Regions from separate parts of the Gossypium arboreum genome. Here region 1 is linked to region 2. A link is a contact called in public Hi-C data. All regions are on one chromosome and are shown on one strand. Each heading gives the region's core, a stretch centred on a gene start, on an enhancer-like site or on the middle of the called end of the contact. The rest is flanking DNA. Distances are from core to core; before and after follow the strand shown. Region 1 holds the start of LOC108486496 (protein unc-13 homolog). Region 2 has its middle 15 kb from the start of LOC108486649.

What was found. Hi-C and Micro-C count contacts between places; a contact is called where the count stands out from the background.
Region 1: a contact with region 2 is called in a Hi-C map of leaf, with 2.4 times the contacts expected there. The contact joins the promoter of LOC108486496 here to the enhancer-like site in region 2. A contact is called at or near these places in 3 of 5 Hi-C or Micro-C datasets (all in leaf).

The regions. Positions count from the first base shown.
Region 1 is chr6:126,567,336-126,571,856 of ASM2569848v2, forward strand. It overlaps LOC108486496 (protein unc-13 homolog), which reads right to left and starts at 3,113. Exons shown (of 5, transcript XM_017790579.2): 1 at 2,228-3,113; 2 at 1,001-1,867; 3 at 216-674. The coding sequence starts at 2,731.
Region 2 is chr6:126,526,889-126,531,976 of ASM2569848v2, forward strand. No RefSeq gene overlaps it. Among protein-coding and RNA genes, the nearest start is that of LOC108486649, 15 kb to the left of the region's middle. Within about 2 kb of position 3,618, at least 2 of the 2 cell types and tissues checked have an H3K27ac peak or open chromatin away from gene starts, as enhancers often do. A contact at or near this core is called in leaf, where this site is marked.

The DNA of each region.
Region 1 (4,521 bases), core at 1,863-4,362, 40 kb after region 2:
AACAGAAACGCATAGCAATGAACGGTCAGATACTAAATGAGATTCAAGACATGACAAAGGGTAGAAACTGAGTATAATCTATAAACATAAACAAAATTCCCCTACTAAATAGCTTTCATCTTCAAATCTTCCGATTATGGAAGACGACAGAAGAATATTTCAACTGACTCAAACCACTATCAAATAATTAAAGAAAAGGAACAAAAGCCACGAACCTCTTGTTGTAGATTCCTGTCAACCCATTCCTTCAGTCTGTCTAATCTAGTCTTTATCCATGATTTCACCAGATTAGAGACTACAGATTCAGCCTCATAAGGAGGCATCTCCCTTATGATTGACTTTCCACCATCCTCACTGTCCACTGAGTTTTCAACCGCGATCTGCACAAGATCTTTCTCCAATTTTTCTGCAGCTCTTAGCACTTGTAATATATCCGGTGTCAATTCACCAATGCTGGAAACAAATTGCTTCAGCTCATTCCCATAGCAGGAATGAAGAGTTGCTACAGCCACACCGGCTGAAAGAGGATGCCACCTCTTTAATATTGGACTAAAAATTGCCTTCTCACTGAAAGCCAGTGTACTGACATCTTGTGCAAGGATGGAAAGGAAAGGAAGCTGATTTTGCTGGTTCTTATTAGATGAGCGTTTGCTAGACTTCACCTTCTCCATTATCTGTCTAAATACATTATCAACAGAGAAAACCTTGAGTCACTTTCAGACAGGAATTTAATAAACTTGGTCTAAATATAGAATTTAAGGCTAACAAAACAAATATTAGGGTTTAGTAAGGGGAAATGCTACTCATAAAGAAATGATGACGCTGCACTTGGAAAATTTGCATATTTAATATGCCTGCAAAAACTTGCGAATGCTGAAAACCTATCTCTCATGTGGAAAACGTTAAAAACGAATTTATATCATGAAATTAAACTATAGGAGCCTTGTTATCTTGCAGTGCCCAATAATATGTATGGACATTTGAAATAGTGAAAACTTGCCTGAAAAAAAGCAGTGCGCAGTGATGATCGTATGTACATATCAACTCTCTCATGAGCCACATCAATTTCCTTTCTTTTTTTACGGTACTCATGTGAGATATCTTCTACCATTATCTTTGCTGATAGAACTCCCACAGAAACAACACATTCCAATAACTCAGTGTTATCACTATGAAAATAATTGTGGTAGGCAAGAAGCCTTTTCTCAGCCCAACCTAAGATTGCACTCAAAGTAGAACTCAATATCTTGGAGTAATTGGGATCTTTCATGGACTTTGAATCCTTTTCAACTTCCATCAACAGATTATTGGCAGCAAACAATAGATCCCCTTCCACTTCACCAGTAGCCACATAACGGTTAAACAATATCCACAAGAAACAAAGATTATGCAGCATCTGATTCATTCCAAGGACTACCCAAGTCTTTTTTATGAGTTCAAGAACCTCATCAACTTCTTCAATAACAGATGTTTCATCATTAACATCAAAACAAGCTTCTAACAGCATTTGGTAAATTCTGAGATTCAATGGGAATCCATCTGCCCAGTGGATAGTCTCAGAAGCAGACCCATCAAAGGTTCTACAAGCAAGAGATAAAACAATGCTCCGGAGTGCTTGCATAGATTCATTGTTTTTTCCAGTCTCCAAGGGCTTCTCAAGGGCTCCACGAATGATCTGTCGTAGTCGCTGCGGAGCAGTGTCGGTCTTGTCCAGTGGCAAGAGAGGATGCAATAGTAATCCAGTTTCAAGAAGCTTCAGATTTCTCCTTTGCCAAGCTTCATATTCTCCTTGATTCGGAAAATCCGAAGGCTTGAGTTGCTGCAACATCTCAAGTGGCAACACTATTGACTCTATCCGTCTTCCAAGCTGATAAACGTACAGCATACATACATATGTACTGTTAATAAAAAAAATAAGAAAATTTGAGCAGCAAAAAAAAAAAAAAAACATGAATGAACTCAAACTCCACAAACATTCTCAATAATCAACAATTGAAATATCCATTTTTGTCCACTGTGATTCCAGCATAAATTATCAAATTACAAAAAATTAAGAAAATTAAAAGCTTCTAATTTATTCAGCTTAGCACAAATTACTTCTATGGAATTACATAACTTAAGCTTAAATAAAGAGAAACACCAAAAAAAGGTTGCTTTTCTCAGTAAAATTGAAAGGAAAAAAAAAAAAGACAAGAAAAAAGGTTAATATATACAGCTTTTAACAAACCTGAGCAGCAGCAACTCTCAAAAGAGCTCTTCTAACCCTGGAATCCGTTTGCTCTGAAATTCCCATCTGAACCCTCAACATCTCTCCAATTGTAACCGCCTTTTTGACTCGTTCCGTGTCAGACTCACCACTCACTTTCTTTCTCCCAGACGATCTCAATCCCAAAGCCTTCTTTACCTTACTCGCCGCCGTCGATGTCAAGGACCTTTGCAACGACGCCGTCGACGTCAGAGTCGGCGTCGCCGTCCTTTCCGAGTTCCTCTCCGACTGCGATATGTAAGTCAAAGGCTTCCCACCGGTACTCCGACAAGCTCCGACCAGAATCTCATAAGCCGTCTCACGGAGCGCCGAATCCGACAAATTCGTCGCCAACTCCCCGAAAGGACACGGCAGCGTCTCGGTCAAGAAATTAGGCATTGCCACCGCCGCCACCGTGGTCGTCGTTTGATGATGGCTGTGTCGTTTGGCTTGGCTGGAACTTCTATCCCTTAATCTACCCGACATGCTTGAGAATTGCAGAGTAAAAGAATAAATTAAAACGGGCTTAAAGATGAAGGTTTTATGGGATTGTTTACTTTACTGCCTTTTCTTTTTTATTTGTTAAGATTCTTGCTTGACTTTAAAGGAAACAAAATTAAACTTCTGCAAAATTAATCATAAAATAAAAGTTTAAAACAACAAAATAATATAGACAGACAGTCAAAGAATTTGGTGTCTTTTGTAAGAAACAAAAATGGATGAGCATTAAGAAGAAAATAAACAAAATGATGGTATTGCCGTTGTCTTTGAGGGCAGCCAGCCAGACCGAGTCAGGAGCGCGTGCCATGTAGTTTCTTCTTCTTTTCCTTTTCTTTTGTTTTTTTTAATAAAGATAATTGCTGACTCTTTCTTTATTTCTTTCTGGTCTAATTGAATTCCATCCTTATACTTTACAAAAATTTAAAATTTGGTCCCTCTATTCTAATTTGATACATTTTGATCATTGTAATTTATTAAAACTGAGAAATTAATTCAATTGTTTGAACCCATGTTAATTTGATAAAAGAAATAAAGGGATTAACTTCTCAGTTTGCATAAGGTAGAGGGATAAAATTTAAAATTAAACCCTTTTTTTTTGGTGAAATAATTTTAATGTAGATTGGGATGTTGGACCAGTTTGGCATTTAATTTACAGTTCATAATGTAGCTTAAAGTTGTTGTTTTTTTTTCTTTTCTAGATTCAAAGTTAATGTGAAACTCTAAGCATTATTTGTTGGTTTGGGTATTATGTGGTGAGTAAGAATTGAAATGGAAGAGAGGAAGTTGATGAGTGAATTTTGGTAAGTTTTTATTTCTCTTTTATTATGGCAATGATAATAACTTTGAAGTGGATGTATGACCTTAAAATTCAGATGCAATTTTTTTATTTTTCTTAATGAATTTTACTAATAAGTATCCCTAATGATAGTATTATAATGTTTAGTAATTGAAATTTTTGTTTTTAAAATGAAAATTATAAAATCTATATTTATGTTTAAACTTGAATTGTAGTTCATATGTATAATGAAACTTTAATTTTGTTTCAATTGTACACATTTAAACAAATAAATATATACATTTATTTTATATTGGAATAATATAATTGTTTGTGTATGCAATATATCAACGTAAAATAGTGCTAATTCTATGATGTTAGTGATTTATGAAACTTGAACCAAACCAAAATTTCATGTATAAAATCACACAAAATTAAAATTCATATATAACATTACACATTAAATTAAAGTTTATATACAATTTTAATATTTATCGCTTAAAATTTTAAATATTTAATTTTACCATCTCAATCAAATTGTCATTTAATTTCTATATCAACTTTTAACAACTATATTTGTTTAAAAAATCATGCCGTAAATTTCTAACATATATGAAAATTTTGATTTTATAGTAAAAGCATGTGTATACTTGTCTAAATTTATTCTACTTTAAATTTTGTCGCTTCTAAATTCTATTTAGAATTATTTTAATTCAAATTATATTTTATAATTAGATTATGTGATAAATAATTTTATTCTGATTCTCCTCATGTTATTAAAAATGATTTTATAATGACTTTTATGGGATTTATATATTTTTTTCCTTTGAGTAAACTCACAATTGAAATATCAAACTTCTAAGCTTTTTTCTTTATTATATATTTTCTCCTTTTTTTTTTTTTTTTGTTTTGTTTTGTAGATAAAAGGGCAAGTAAAGTAATAGTGTTGACTGGTGTAATAGATTAGATTGCAAACAAGTGAGAGAATGATGAGGTCAAT
Region 2 (5,088 bases), core at 2,368-4,867:
TAAATCGTAAAAACTAAAAAAAAATTGAGTTCTATTAGTTAAAAGAGTCTAATAGCCATTGAATTTTAAACTAAAGGACTTAAATGGTAATTAGACCATTTGATTAGTTAGCGGATTTATATGGATTAGGCTTTATTGAAAATTTGATAGTTTTTTAAGGGCAAAAAGTTAAATGAATAAATAAAACTTAAATAAACTAAGAAAACATGTTTATCTTACATGTTTGGTAAATAGGTAAATAGGAGTTGTGAAATGATAGTAAATAGGTAAATTGGAGTTGTGAAATAAACTAAGAAAACATGTTCATCTTGCATGTTTTGTTGTGAAATGATGGTAAATAAGAGTTGTTTCAAAGTCCCTTACATGTTTGGTTAATGGAATTAGATTAAAATGTTAGATTTTAAGTTATAAGCTTAAGGACTAAATTGTGAAAAGGTTTAAATGTTAAGGGTAAATTGATAATTTTGCATAAATATGAAATAAGGATTGAATTAAATGTGAATTGAATGTTTAAGGTTAATTGAAGTACTTAATTGAATATAATTATCTATTTAGATCAAGATAAACCACGTACGGATCTAGATTAAGGGAAAACAAAAGCTTTGGGTTAGCTCGATTTAACCTTCACGCCCCTAGCCATCGAGGTAAGTTCGTATGAACATTTATCATGTTTATGTTATTTAAATTGATTGTTATAATGTTATTCATGTTGCAAATGGATCGATATATGAACATGTCAATGTTATGATGAATTGACGGATATTAAGTCCCTGTTGAACTTTAGGAAATCTTAGGATACAAATGACATGTCATTAGGGATTTTATGTCTAGGGTATTGGTCTTGAATATCCTATCGATGGCTGAGGTCCTGCATTTATTACAGATTCTCCACAGCTCGTGTGAGCAGCATCGTGTAGCTTATATTTCGACCCGCAGCTCGTATGAGCAATGATGTAAAGGAAAGCTTACAGTTATATGTACAGATATACTTCGTGTGAGCTTTTCCGAGTATCCGATGTAATTCTAAATGGTTCAACGGGCAAGAAAGAGGGAATGCAAAGGTAAGTGTTTGAATGGATGTATTATAAACTTATGAAAAGGAATGAAGAGCTAAATGATGTTGTATACATATGGAAAATTACATATCTTATGAATGATTCCATTTATGGTATGGATGAACCTACTAACTTGTGAGTTGGTGATGTGGTTTAGGCTTTTACTAAGCTTATGGCATTGCTAATGTTTTGTATTAATTCTATACATTGTATTATAGAAATGATAAGTTACGTTTTAAGTTTATATGAGCTTATTAAGCATTATTGCTTACGTAGTTTCTTTCCTTTGTCTTTTAGATCATCGGAAGCTCGTTTTGGTTGGAAGCTCGTTGGAGACCTATCACACTATTCATAGGTCTTTTTGGTAGTTTTTGAACATTTTGGCCAAGGTTTATAATGGCATGTATAGGATGACGCGTAATATTATTTTGATGAATGGCTTGTTGGTGTTTTGGCATGTATAATTTTCGAAACTTATCTTAGTTTAGTACTATTTGATACCTTATGGTTGTCTTACTATGCAAGTTTGAATGGCTCTTATGGTATGTTTTGAATGGTTTGATAATAGTCAAGTTTGTGGCATGTTTTGGTAAGTATTGAACTAGGATTTGATGATTGAAATGTGGTAATATTGACATGTTTAGGTAGGTATTGTTGAATGCATTTGAGGTGCCGTTGAATGGCATATTGGTTAGTTGAATTAGGATCTTGAAATGGCATAAATATGTGTGTTTAGGTGAGGTTTTTGGTGCCTTGAATGTGTGCATTATTGGTCTAGATTTTTTGCATAACATGGTTTTGAAATTGCTTGATTTTAGGTAAATTTGGGTCCACACAGCCTGAGATACGGGCATGTGACTCAGCCGTGTGAGATACACAGCCTGGCGATGCGGCCATGTGTCATCTAATGATTTCCTTATGTGGTAAGTCAGTGAGTTACATGGCCTAACACACGGCCTGGCACACGAGTGTGTGACATGGCCGTGTGACTCTACTTAGAGAGTTACACGGGTGAGGACACGGGCTGGGACACGACCATGTGTCCCTAGCTTGATGGTTACACAGCTTGAGACATAGGCATGTGTCTCAGCCGTGTGACCTTTATTTCCAAATTTTTGTGACTTTTACATAGATTTTCCAAATTGGTCTCGAATTGCTTTTAAGTTATTTTTAGAGCCTTGAGGGCTCGATTTAGGGACAATATGCATGTTTGTGGATGGTTTATAATGTAGTTAAGTTATTGAATGATTTAAAGTTTAAAATTTTTTGATTATATGGTAATGCTTCGTAATCCTAATCCAACGACGGGTTAGGGGTGTTATACTCATAGTTGGTCAGTCCAATATGTCATTCTCTAACATATACTGATGTATTGATTTTGACATCCCTATGTCAATGACAATATTTTTTCATCAATCAACTACATATTAGTCTTAATGCATTATTGTTGTCCAAGCCTACAATAATACTTAACTAAGGACCTTTTAAAAATAATCATATTATTCAGGGGACATTATTATAAATTAGTTTATTTTACACACACAAAAAGTGAAACTAAAATAACAATGGCAATGCCTTTTATTAATAAACAAGGTAGAATGAATATGTGATTATAATCATCTCATGATAGGTCTTTGGGTATACTCTAATAACCAACTCATTGGAAAATTCAGAAAAAAAACATCTTTACATTCATAAATAGATAATAAAAGGAGATAGAAAGCAGACCAGGAGCTCCAACTTAGCAATTTGCTTGAATATTGCATGCTTCTGCAACATCAACACCTTCCATTGCCATAGAATTCACAATCAAACTACCCAATTCAAATTCTCGTTCGATACCCTCAAAAACACTATTTATCGCTGCCTCTATTCCTAACATATTCTAGTCTAAACGTCCAATTTCAAACCCCCGAGGTCTTCATTCAAAATCCTTCATGGTCGTCGGCTGCTAGCTAGTGTTCTCACTAGTTAAGCTCGTGTTTCTCTCCCCAAAGGCGAAACTCGTGCTTCATTTTTTCTGTAACTTGGACAATTTTACTCGGTTGAATCAATTTCATAGCCCTATACCTGTTGCTATCCAATCCACCTAAAACTTGTATAGTCTGAAAATGGAATGGGATTGTATTAACCTCCCCAGCTTTACGGCCTATTATTGCTCCATCATTAAAGTTTATAGGGCCTCGTTGAATACTCTTTTTCACAGGCTTAAGCACATTGACACCTACCTTAGGCCCAGAGGCAACTAAAATCCCCTCACCTTTAACTTTAGAATCGTTCCTTATATAAGCTGCTGCCACTTTTGGATTTCTTCCATTACTAGTCCCTTTAATCGTGCCTTTCTCAATAGATAACTCTCTTACCATATTGGCCTCTTCAACTTCAGTCAACCCTTGATTCTCACCAAGAACATCAAATCTAGAGTCTCCACCCAAGCTGCCTTGATTATCACTTGATTTACCTCCCAAACTTCTCCCCTTTCGCCATTGTTGGCGTTCGACTATCATCCACGATCCGTAATCCTCTTCTTATATCCTTCTTTGCAAATCTTGAGGAACTTGTATTTTCGGCATCGGCATCGGTATCTTAACAGAAGTCTCTTTCATCAACAATGGGAATAAATCCTTCTGGCATAAATCGACCCATGACCATAAAGCCCAACCTGAAACAAACATTTGGTAAAGATTTGTACTCTACCGTCTGCATATGCCCATCAATTCTAACTTTAGAAAACAGTGGTATTTGAAGATTTACAGAAATGGCCATTCTTGGGAACCTTCCCCTTTTTGTACTATCAGTATTCTTATCAATTTTGACAACTGAACCAATAGCCTACCTAATAACTTTGAGGAGACAACTCAAATAATAGCTTTCAGAAAGTCCAGGCAAACAAACCCATAACTTGAATACCCACCTCATCCTGTGTCGTTGAAAAATTCGGTGACCAAGGTCTCATCGTTAAGTATTGCCCAAAAATCAATTATGGCCCATTGGTCAACACCTTGTAATAGTCTTCTTCATCATTAAAGTGATCTAGGTAGTAATAGTTCTCTAAGTCCATGAGTTGGAATGGGCATTTTGTTTTCCATAACATCGTGACCCTATTCAGTAGGGAATTGAAAGCGATCTTTTTTCCAATAGTTTAATAATGATCATTTTGGCCATTTTTCTCTCAATGAAATCCTTAACTCTGTCAAAGAACGTAATCGATGGGATCCCATCGACCAACTTAGTCCACACATCCCCTTCATGGATCTCAGAATCCTCTAACATCTGTGATGAATCAGTTGAGTTTGACGATCCCATCAGTATATTCTTATAAGTTGGCTTCGGTAGAACACGGAGGATATCATTGTATTTATGGTGTAGTGAAACAATAATAAAATAATTGAAATATATATCTAATGTAACAACCCATTTTTCAGTGGTGTCGGAAATAGTAGTTTCGGGACCACAACTCCGACATATCAATTTATACATATTTATTAATTAATATTTACAAGGTCTTTACTTTTGGTATTTAAATTTAGTTATAAAATTTTAACAATTAGTTATTTAATTAAGTAAAAGAATTAAATCGTAAAAGTTGAGAAAGTTGCTCTCTATTAGTAAGGGTTATCGAATAGTTATAGAAAGTAATTAAAGGGATTAATATGGTAATTATATCATTAGGGAATGGGAATGGACGATTACATGATTAAATATATGAAATTTTAATTAAAAATTAAAAGATAATGACAATTTTGTAAATAAGCAAAGATTAAATCAAATTAAAGGTTAAATGAAACATTTTCTTCTTGTTTTCTTCTTCAACAAAATCCAATAGCCATTTTTGGAGAGGAAAAAGCTTCGGTTAGCTAGGGTTCATCAAATAGGTAAGTAAACTTTATCCATTTTTAGTAATTTTTATGCTTCTGAGCTCGTATTAGCTTAATTTAGCTAACCTAGGGACTAACGCTTAATTTAGCTAACCTAGGGACTAACTTGTGAAACTGTCAAATTTTTTAGATTATGCCAGTGATGTGTTTGGGTT